Linked DNA regions of Mus musculus: regions 1 and 3 are each linked to region 2. The links are chromatin contacts, called in public HiChIP or PLAC-seq and promoter capture Hi-C maps. All regions are on one chromosome and are shown on one strand. The core of a region is the stretch at or near the end of the contact, and the rest is flanking DNA. Distances in the headings are between cores, read along the strand shown. Region 1 has its middle 18 kb from the start of Gm33222. Region 2 holds the start of Plekhb2 (pleckstrin homology domain containing, family B (evectins) member 2). Region 3 overlaps Gm39623 (a long non-coding RNA gene).

Region 1 (3,197 bases), core at 573-3,072, 1.1 Mb after region 2:
AAGATTTATATATTTTATTTTATTATATGTGAGTACACTGTAGCTGTCTTCAGACACTCCAGAAGAGGACATCAGATCTTGTTACTGATGGTTGTGAGCCACCATGTGGTTGCCGGGATTTGAACTCAGGACCTCAGGAAGAGCAGTCAGTGCTCTTAACCACTGAGCCATCTCTCCAGCCCCTACTCACCCCATTTCTATTGCCTTAACTTTATCTGTGAGGCCTGGTGCCTGCTTCTGGAGCACAGATATTCAAGATGGCAGGGCTTTTTCTGGTAATGACCGTCTTGTTACATTAATTATTCCATGGCTGGGCACATCACATGGCACAAGAAAGAGTATACTAGCTCAGGCCTCTCTCCTCTTCCTCCTCCTCCTCCTTTTCTTTTTCTTCTTTCTAATTCTTTTCTTTCTTCTGCTTCTGTTTCTTCAGTCCTCAACTGAAGAAAAGTAAAGTCCCTTAATGCAGAGCTGAGAAGATATGTGTCAATTGGCAACACGCTTGATCACACAACCTAAGAACCTGAGTCCAACCCAGAACCCATGTCTAAAAGTCAGGCAAGATGACATGTATTTGTAATCTCAGTTCATGGAGGCCACTGTCATGACCTCAGGTAACCCTGATTACCTCTGAGGGTACTTATCTACAAGTACTGGCCTCCCCAGGCTCATCCTGTGTGTGACCTTGTTGGAGGAAGTATGTCACTCAGGGTGGGCTTTGAAGTCTCAGATGCTCAAGCCAGACCTTATATCTCAACCTCTTCCTGCTGCCTGCAGATCCAGATGTGGAACTCTCAGCTACCTACCTCTCCTGCACCATGTCTGCCTGCACGCTGCCATGCTTCCTGCCACGATGACAATGGACTAAACCCCTGAACTGTAAGCCAGCCTCAATGAAATGTCTTCCCTTTACAAAAGCTGCCATGGATATGGTGTCTCTTCACAGCAATAGAAACCCAAACTAAGACAAACGTCAACACAGCATTTGGGATTAAGTCTACCAACAAAGAAACTTGGACAGGAAATGGTCAGATTACAGCAGTACCACAGACTCTTTCCCCCACAGCATATGGCTGCCAGCTGTGCATGGCACATCCTGAGCAGAATAAGGGTGGGTCCAGGGCAGCCGGAGTGACTCTTGGGAGCCTTTCTCCTTGTTGCCAGCTCCCCACCCCAAGAATGCAGCCACCCTCATGAAACTCAGGGAGAAATTTCTATCGGAGAGGAAGAAGCTCTTCCACAGCTGTGTCCCTCAGTGCAGCCACTGAAAGGCAAACATTTACCCAAGATGCGTCGTGTACCCCACCCCAGCCAGCAGCCGCCGCCAGCTCTGATGATGGAGGCTTTGAATAGCACTGAGGCCCAAGCCAGAGCCAATGAAGCTGTTTCAACCACCAAACCTTTCAGAGGCTGCTGGGAAGTGTTCTCTGTTAATTCCAACCACATGGCAAATTAAGTTCTATTTACCCTCTTTCAAAAATATTTTCCTCCCTTGATTTAATGAAATCTGGAGTTGCGCCACTGTTCTGAGCTTGCTGGGCCTGGCTCACTGAAGAGAGAGAAGGCAGCCCAGTGGGCTAAGCTTTGTCCCTCAAGGACACATGCCTGTGGTGTCAGCAAGGCCCCTGTGTGGACAGAAGTTAATAGGAGCCAGGTGGGGCGGAGGTGAGAGACAGATGGGCAGATAATAAGCAGACAAATGACAGAGCAGGGGGTACACTTCAATTTAGACCAAAATGCCCTTTGGCACTGTGGTCTCAACCACCCTTCCCTCACTTCCCCACCTCCTTACAACGTTTAGGGTGGAGTACAAGAAGCAAAGAGGAAGCAGAAAGGACAGCACTGGCCTGTCACTGTAGCCTGAGCTCAAGCAAAGGCCCTGTACCATCACAGAGGACCCCATAGTTCATCTGCACTTAGCTCCTGGCCTGGCTAGATGAAGAACTCATGAAGATCTAACCAGGATGTTGGCTCCCGTGCCATGCCACCACCTGGACCCATTTTTCCTGGGTCACAGATACCTCCCATGCCATGTCAGACTCACCCAGGGCAGCAAGACACCCTCATGGAAGTGTTCTGCTATCCCACTTCTGGTGGCTGGCAAGGCAGGACACTCTCCTTCTGGGCATAAACTTGCCAGCTGCTCCAGGGAAGATGGCTCAGTTCTACCTCACTTGCCCACAGCTGCAGCCCCCAAGTTCCTTTAACCCTCTTCCAGGGCCAGTCTGTAGGCCAATAGCTGCTTTGTATGGGTTCCAAAGACCAAGCCTGTCACCCCATGCAAGTAAGCTCTGAGACCATCCCCATTCTGGAATGCCAAAAGATGCTGTCAAAGCCACTCAGCATGCAAAACTTGTATTCAGAACCTGCTTCGGGGGAAGACCACTTCAGACAACTAGCTTTAGGAGCAGTGGTGGAAAGTTGGCTCTAAAGGGGACTTCTGGAGCTGACGCCCTTGGCAGAACCCTGGTAGGAGGGAGACAGAGAGCCCTGAGCATAGTATTAGAGTCAAGGCAAATCATTCTGGGGTAAGCAGGGACCAGAGCCTTACAGGATTTGCTCGATAGTTTTATGTCAACTTGACACAAGCTAAAGTCATCTGAGAGAAGGAAATCTCAATTAGGAAAATGCCTCCATGAGACAGGGCTGCAGGCAAGCCTGCAGGGCATTTTCTTAATTAGTGATTGATCGGGGAGGGCTGCATAGGTATGGCCCCATAGACTCATGTGTTTGAATGCTTGGACCATGAAGTGTGGCACTACTAGGAGGTGTGGACTTATTGTGTGACTTTGAAGGAGGAAGTGTGTCACTGTGGTGGTGGGTGGTGGTGGGAAGCTCTGGGGTAATATATATGCTCAAATCCTGCCCAGTGTAAAACACTCCTCCTGCTTGACTTCAGATCAAGATGTAGAACTCTCTGCTCTTCCAGCACCATGCCTGCCTGCAAGCTGCCATGCTTCCCACCATGACGATAATGGCCTGAACCTCTGAAACTCGAAGCCAGCCCCAACTAAATGTTTTCCTTTATAAGAGTTGCTGTAGCCATAGTATGAACCTGACCACACAGCAATGAAACCTTAACTAAGACAAGAGCCTGTGTCGCATGGTGAGTAGTTTCATCCCTGAGCTGATGGCCCTGGGTGCTATTTAAAAAGCAGGCTGAGCAAGCCATGGGGAACAAGCCAGTAAGCAGCACC
Region 2 (3,067 bases), core at 540-3,039:
ATTTAAGGTATGTATGTATGTATGTATGTATGTATGTATATGTATCACTTCTGTATATATTCATTAAAGAAAATTTTGGTATCTGGAGAGATAGCTAGCAGTTAAGAGTACTGGCTGCTCTTAAGGACATCTCTGGCCTCCATGGGAACCTGCACCGTGTATACATACTCCCACACAGACAGACAGACAAGTAATTTAAAATGAAAGGAAAATTCAATAAGTGCAGTAAAGTAGGAAAAAAATCTGCATTTTCTATTGCTGTGAAATTATCATGACTCAAAGCAACTTAGGGAAGGAAGGACTTATTTAGTTTATAAATCTTGATCACAGTCTGACATCGAGGGAAGGCAAGGCAGGAACTCAAGCAGAGACCGTGGAGGGACCCTGCTTACTGGTCTGCTTTCTTATATAATCCATGACCTCCTGCTAAAGGATTGCATTGCCTGTACTGAGATAGGCACCGCCCCCCAATGCCAATCACTTTAGAGAAAGTCCCCAGACTTATCTGATGGAGATTTTTTTCTCATTTGAGGTTCCCTTCCCAGATGATCCTAGTTTGTGTCAAGCTGACAAAAACTAATCAGTACAACAGCTATAGCTCCATCAATGTAAATGATCATAGGGCTGTCCGATGACCTGAGGGTACCTTCGGTCTCCTTCCCACAGGGCAACACCCATCTCTCCTGTAGGTAATTTGAGATTAGGCATTTCCTGGTAGGAGGGCAGATACAGCAGATACACAAGTGTATTTAAAACCAGCTTTGAGTATACGTGTTATGAGGGTACGTTTTTCCTTGAAGTGAAATAGTAACAAATTTATTTACTGTTTCAGGTGTAAACACGGTGTGTGTTTGTGTGTGTGTGTGTGTGTGTGTGTGTGTGGCACATGCATAAAGCTATAGGATGTATGACCCACCAACTCAAGGCTACCTAACAGCCCATCTGTCAATCAGGGCAAAGGGTCTACCTAATTTCTACGCAGGGAATCTGCTCCTCACTCTACTTAAACTCACAACGCTCCAAAAGGTCATGGGGGTCTTGAGTCTTATGCTTGCTCAGGCCGTTCCCATTCTGGGGAGTGTATTCCATGCATTTTCTTTGTAAATAAATGTACCCTTTGACAACCTTTATTCTGTGTTGTGCAAGTCATTGTTTGAGACACCAAGAACCTAGAAAAAACCTGGGATACACAAGGCACTATAATTAAAAGAGTATTTTTTTTTCCTTAGACTGACCTTGAGCTCACTACCTAGCTAAAGATAATCTTGGCCTTCCTTTATATCTTCTTACCACATCTTTCAAATGCTGAGATTACAGCTGTGTACTGCCATGTTATGTAGCCCAAGCTGCCCTCAAAGTTATTATCCTCCTGACTAAGCCTCCCCAGTACTGAGATTACAGTCCTACTAACACCCCCCGGCTCCTTCCTCATTTATTTTTTTATCCTTATATTTTATATTCTAAGCTATAACATTTCTATGTGAGTTATTGCTAAGACTTCCAGTTTTGTTCCTTGATTGCTGTTTCAGTTTTGACATCTCCATCTTCCTGGTTTTTAAGCCTGCAGGTCTTCATTTCTGGCTCTGAGAGGTCCCAGGTTCAGTTTGCCCTTGGCTTGCCCCCATTCCCGCTGTCACGCTTTTCTCTACGAAGCTCTGTGTTTAGAGGCCAAGATCAAGAAACTTAGAACCACCTTTGAGCAGATAACAGCCCAGGTTGAGAGCAACGCCTTGGCTTCGGCCCTGCACCCGGGTGGCACCTGCCTTGCGCGCATGCGCATGGCTCGAGGCGGTGACGCAGGACCAGGACTCGCGCGTCCAGCGGAGAAGCAGGAGAAGCCGGCGACCTTGCGCTCTCAGCCTGATCCCTGTCTTGGCGGCCTGAACATTCGCAGGTGACTGTGCCCGCGGAGCCCCCCTGCGCCCGCGTGCGACCCCTTCCCCGGACCTCCCCGGTCGGAGGTACCCCATTCGGCCCCGCTCACGCCCCTCCGGGGGTAACCCGCTTCGCCAATACCCCCTCTCAAAGCCTGGCTCTGGGGAGCTCTAACCTTGCTGGCCGCGCCCACTTCCTCGGTGACACCACCCCCCCCAGCCCCTGTTCCTTCCCCCTTCTCTAATGTTCCTCGCCTCCCCCCCCCCCCCCAGCTCTTGCCCTCTTCCTTTTCCAGAGTGTCTCCATTCTGACCCACACCCCTCCCTCGTCCCTAACGTCTGCTGTTCTGATGATACACTCCACCTCACACTAGCTCCTGCCTTTTCCCCAGTATCCATCCTCATTATATTACTCCAGCCTCTCCCTGCCTCCTCCCCACTCCCCCATGTCCTCAATCTTAATTGTATCCCCCCCTCCCCTCCTGTCTCTTCAGTGTCCCTACCCTGACTGTTCTCTTCCTTTCCCACCTCCTACCCCTTCCCAGTGTCCCCATCCTGATTGTATCCTCCCCCCATCGGCCCCCCAGCTACTACGTTCCTCCTTACTTAGCGTCCCCATCCTGATTGTATTCCCCTCCAGCTCCTGACTCCTCCCCTGTCGCTAGTGTCCCACATTCTGGTTGTACTCCCTCCTCCAAGTCTGTCTCTTCCCCACTTCCTGATCTATCCTCCCAGCCCTTCATAGTCTTCCTTAGGGTCCTGTCTAGCCTAGCTCCCCTCCATTTCCCCCTGGGTCTCTGCAGGGATTCTTCAGTGTTCCCCACCATAATCTTTTCTTCTCCTGACCCAGTGACCAGGTCTGTCTTGTACCCCTGCCCTTTCCTCAGGGTCTTTTCCGGGTTCACCAAAAGCCCATTTTTTTTTTTTTTTTTTTTTTTTTTGAGACAGGGTTTCTCTGTATAGCCTTGGCTGTCCTGGAACTCACTTTGTAGACCAGGCTGGCCTCAAACTCAGAAATCCGCCTGCCTCTGCCTCCCAAGTGCTGGGATTAAAGGCGTGCACCACCACCGCCCGGCCCAAATGCCCACTTCTTGATGTATCCTCCCCAGTCCTACGCATCCCTTCCCAGGTGCCCCCTGTCCTAAATGGTATCTTCCCGTAGAGCTGCTTAGCCCTTACCCTCCCTCCCCTTC
Region 3 (3,421 bases), core at 526-3,025, 1.2 Mb after region 2:
TATTCACAAGGTGCAGGTCTCTTCCGGGGCTCAACGTTCAGTGCCTCTCTGCATGTGTTGTTTGGGGGCGGTTAGCCTGTAGAGGGCTGGAGGGGGTCTGATCATCCTCCACCATGGTTTTTGTCTTGTTCTGTTAAGGTGGATGCCTTCCCCCCAACCCCCATTCTAATCCTCTGCCACAATCATGGGCATGCTCAGGTGGGTCCCACAGAGCTGGGCCTGGGGCCCTGGAAGAAGCATGCCTGTGAATGAGCAGTGTGTCTGAACTCCTAAGCTCCAGTGCCAGAATATTTGGCTTCTCCTGCAATCCTCGCCTCCAGCCATGTGTGTCCAATCTCTCTTAGGTGTACTCAAGAGAGAAAAATCCAGTCCAAAGAGGCTTCTTAAACCTCCCTTCTCTACCCACTCTCCCCTCCCACTTATCCCCTGCCAAGCGACAGGCTAGGGCTACAGGATGCAGATGCTCTTGGGGAAGAGGGTGGCTAGATGTTGTAGTTACGGTTTCATTGCTGTGAAGCGACACCAGGACCAAGGCAACTCTTATAAAGAACAGCACTAACTGGGGCTGGCAGTTATAGGTTCAGAGGCTCAGTCCATTATCATCAAGGCAGGAAGCATGGCAGCATCAGGCAGGCATGGTGCAGGAGGAGCTGAGAGTTCTACATCTTTTCCCTAAGGCAAACAGGGGAAGACTTGATTCCTCAGGCAGCTAGGAGGAGGGTCTCAAAGCCCACCCCCACAGTGACACACTTCCTCCAACAAGGCCACACCTCTTAATAGTGCCACTCCCTGGGCCAAGCGTGTTCAAACCACCACACTAGACTACCCATATTAGCAAATGTTTTCCTTTCCAGCCATTTAGCCTGAACCCTCCTGGGGGGAAGCCCACAGAGCTGCCTGTTACAACTCAATGTCAAATGCTTCTCCTACCATGCCCTTCAGTAGCTGTGTGTGTCTCCAGTAACTGTTGATTCTGAGTATAAGCCTCGGGCTACCAAACTTTAAGCTTGTTGGAGGCTATCCTGGCTTGGTAATGTGACAGGGCAAGACAGTGCAGAAGTTCTTCCATCTTGTATTCTTGCTGAGGCCATTTCAGGTTTAGCTAGAATTTGATCTCCTTGATGGAGAATCCCTTGGGAAACGACCTAACTTTACTCTAGGACCTGAGGCTGAGATGCCCCAGCTTGCTTATCTTAGCTTCTGCTAAACTGCCTGCTTGTGCAAGACCTCTCCCCCTGCAGCCAAGTGAGATACTAGAATGTGATTTTTGCCTTTAAAAGCCCCTTGATCTAAATGCTTGAAGCTACACTTAGTCAGGGTTTCTATTGCTGCAACAAAACACCATGACCAAAAAGCAAGTTGGGGAGGAAAGGGTTTATTCAGCTTAGACTTCCAGGTTGCTGTTCACCATTGAAGGAAGGTATAGGAGCTCAAGCAGGACAAGAACCTGGAGGCAGGGGCTGGTGTAGGGGTCATGGAGAAGTGCTGCTACTGGCTTGCTTCCCATGGCTTGGGCGGCCTGATTTCTTATAGAACCCAGGACCACCAGCCCAGGAATGGCTCCACCCACAATGGGCTGGGCCCTCCCCCATTGATCACTAATTAAGAAAATGCCTTACAGCTGGATCTCATGGAGGCATTTCCTCAACGGAGGCTCCCTCCTCTCTGAGGACTCTAGCTTGTGTCAAGCTGACATAAAACCAGCCAGTACACTTAGGTACTGAATACCTGAGTGTAGTTCCAGCCAGCTGGAATTAAGGCTTTCAATTCGCTATAAACTGCATCTGAGTGGTCATCTCTAGTGAGCTGCTATCTCCCAGTGACATACCTGAGGGATTAAGAGTTAGACAGATACCTGATAGGCAGAAAAATAGGGAGAAGGGGCATATCAGCTCAGTAATATAAAGCCTAACTTTACAATGACAGGCTGCTTCCTTGCCTTTCTGACAGAAGACTAAGGCCTGGAGGGCTTTTTCTCCTGCCAGGAGGAGGGGCCTCTCTGCTGATGGGCTTGCCCAAAAAGTTCAAGGCTGGATCAGGATCTGTTTATGCCAAAGTGTGGACCTATCATCTACCTTGTGTTTTGTTCAAACTGAGCAACCCTGAATTAGAGGAGGAAGGTCCCCCACCTCCACCCGCAAGGCTCTTAAAATTCCAAGGCACCAGGCGTGGCGGCACATGCCTTTAATCCCAGCATTTGGGAGGCAGAGGCAGGCAGATTTCTGAGTTCGAGGCCAGCCTGGTGTACAAAGTGAGTTCCAGGACAGCCAGGGCTATACAGAGGAACCCTGTCTCAAAAAACCAAAACCAAAACCAAAAAACAAACAAACAAAAAAACTCCAAGCCAAAGAAAAGTTGGGTTGGGAACTCCTGACACCCCTCCTCTGCTTTGTAGGGGGCCTCCTTCCTCTCTGTTTGTGTGTTTCCTCAACCCTAATAAAAGTTCTTCGTCACTGGATGGTTTTCTGTCTGCTGCATTTGAGATTGCCCCACTGCTACCTGTCTTATGAAGTGGAAATGTCTGGTTTCTTTGGAAACTCAGATGTTTCTCTGGAATCTGTCTTGTGAGAGGATGTTTTGCTGAAGCAGATGTTTGAGAGAGTGCATAATGTTTGGAAAGAGTTTAAGTAGAACCCTTACAGACAGTGAGAGAGCGCTCTTGAATTTCTATGTCTTGCAACACTTCGCTGGTCTTCACTGCTCACCCAGCAATACTTCACCAGTTTTCAGTGATCTTCGCTTGTTGTGACTTTGTAGAGAGAACCGCACCAAAGAACTTCTGGTATTCTGGCTGCTTTTTGGCACTTCCGCTGTGACCTGTGACGATTGGGCAGAGTCTCTGGTTTTCTGCTGGATGTAGTAGCTGCTACTGATTCGTGTTTGGTGTTTGCTTTTGGACTGGACAGCTGATATCCTGACAATGAAGATTGTAATCGCCCCAAAGAACTACTTCTAAACAGGTCCACACCCCTCTTGTCCTATTGACCATCTTTCTCCCTAGCTTTGATCAGGGGCTAGAAGGGAGGCTGGAGCTTTAGCGCACCCTAAATAAAGTGGGTTTTTGAAACATCAAGCCTATAGTTGGACTCAAGAGTTTCCCTGATTTCTCATTCTTTAACTAGCAGAGAAAACAAACCAAATCTAGTAACTGCCCATCACCCGTATGACATGGAATCTCTACCTTCTTCTAAAATCTACCCAGCTGCAATGCCTATGAACGACAATGGCAAACAACTCTAAGAGTACAATAGTGGCACTCATAACTTGGTAGTAACTAACAGCTCTATGATTGGACTTAAGGCCTGCTCGTCAGGCAATAAATCATGCCTTATACTGGAAACCTAGCCAACCACCCCCACATAGTGAGTTCATGGATATTAGGGGATAACCTACAACTGCCGCTTCACTAAGCTAACATAAT

Evidence for each region. Promoter capture Hi-C pulls out the DNA fragments that hold promoters and counts their contacts. HiChIP or PLAC-seq counts read pairs in DNA pulled down with a chosen protein or histone mark.
Region 1: a promoter capture Hi-C map of cranial neural crest shows a contact between it and region 2. The contact joins the enhancer-like site here to the promoter of Plekhb2 in region 2. A contact is called at or near these places in 2 of 39 promoter capture datasets (the 3T3-L1 cell line and cranial neural crest) and 3 of 115 datasets of contacts at active chromatin or transcription factors (embryonic fibroblasts, embryonic stem cells and stem cell-derived neural progenitor cells).
Region 3: a contact with region 2 is called in an H3K27ac HiChIP or PLAC-seq map of extraembryonic endoderm stem cells, with 4 times the contacts expected there. The contact joins the enhancer-like site here to the promoter of Plekhb2 in region 2. A contact is called at or near these places in 4 of 39 promoter capture datasets (the 3T3-L1 cell line, cranial neural crest, hippocampal neurons and 1 more), 4 of 115 datasets of contacts at active chromatin or transcription factors (embryonic stem cells and extraembryonic endoderm stem cells) and 1 of 9 other capture datasets (embryonic stem cells).

The regions. Positions count from the first base shown.
Region 1 is chr1:35,991,324-35,994,520 of GRCm38.p6, forward strand. No RefSeq gene overlaps it. Among named protein-coding and RNA genes, the nearest start is that of Gm33222, 18 kb to the right of the region's middle. Within about 2 kb of position 1,823, at least 22 of the 459 cell types and tissues checked have an H3K27ac peak or open chromatin away from gene starts, as enhancers often do.
Region 2 is chr1:34,848,170-34,851,236 of GRCm38.p6, forward strand. It overlaps Plekhb2 (pleckstrin homology domain containing, family B (evectins) member 2), which reads left to right and starts at 1,790. Exons shown (of 8, transcript NM_145516.2): 1 at 1,790-1,894.
Region 3 is chr1:36,018,481-36,021,901 of GRCm38.p6, forward strand. It overlaps Gm39623 (a long non-coding RNA gene), which reads left to right. Exons shown (of 3, transcript XR_865339.1): 3 at 2,758-3,008. Among named protein-coding and RNA genes, the nearest start is that of Gm39623, 3.4 kb to the left of the region's middle. Within about 2 kb of position 1,776, at least 7 of the 459 cell types and tissues checked have an H3K27ac peak or open chromatin away from gene starts, as enhancers often do. A contact at or near this core is called in extraembryonic endoderm stem cells, where this site is marked.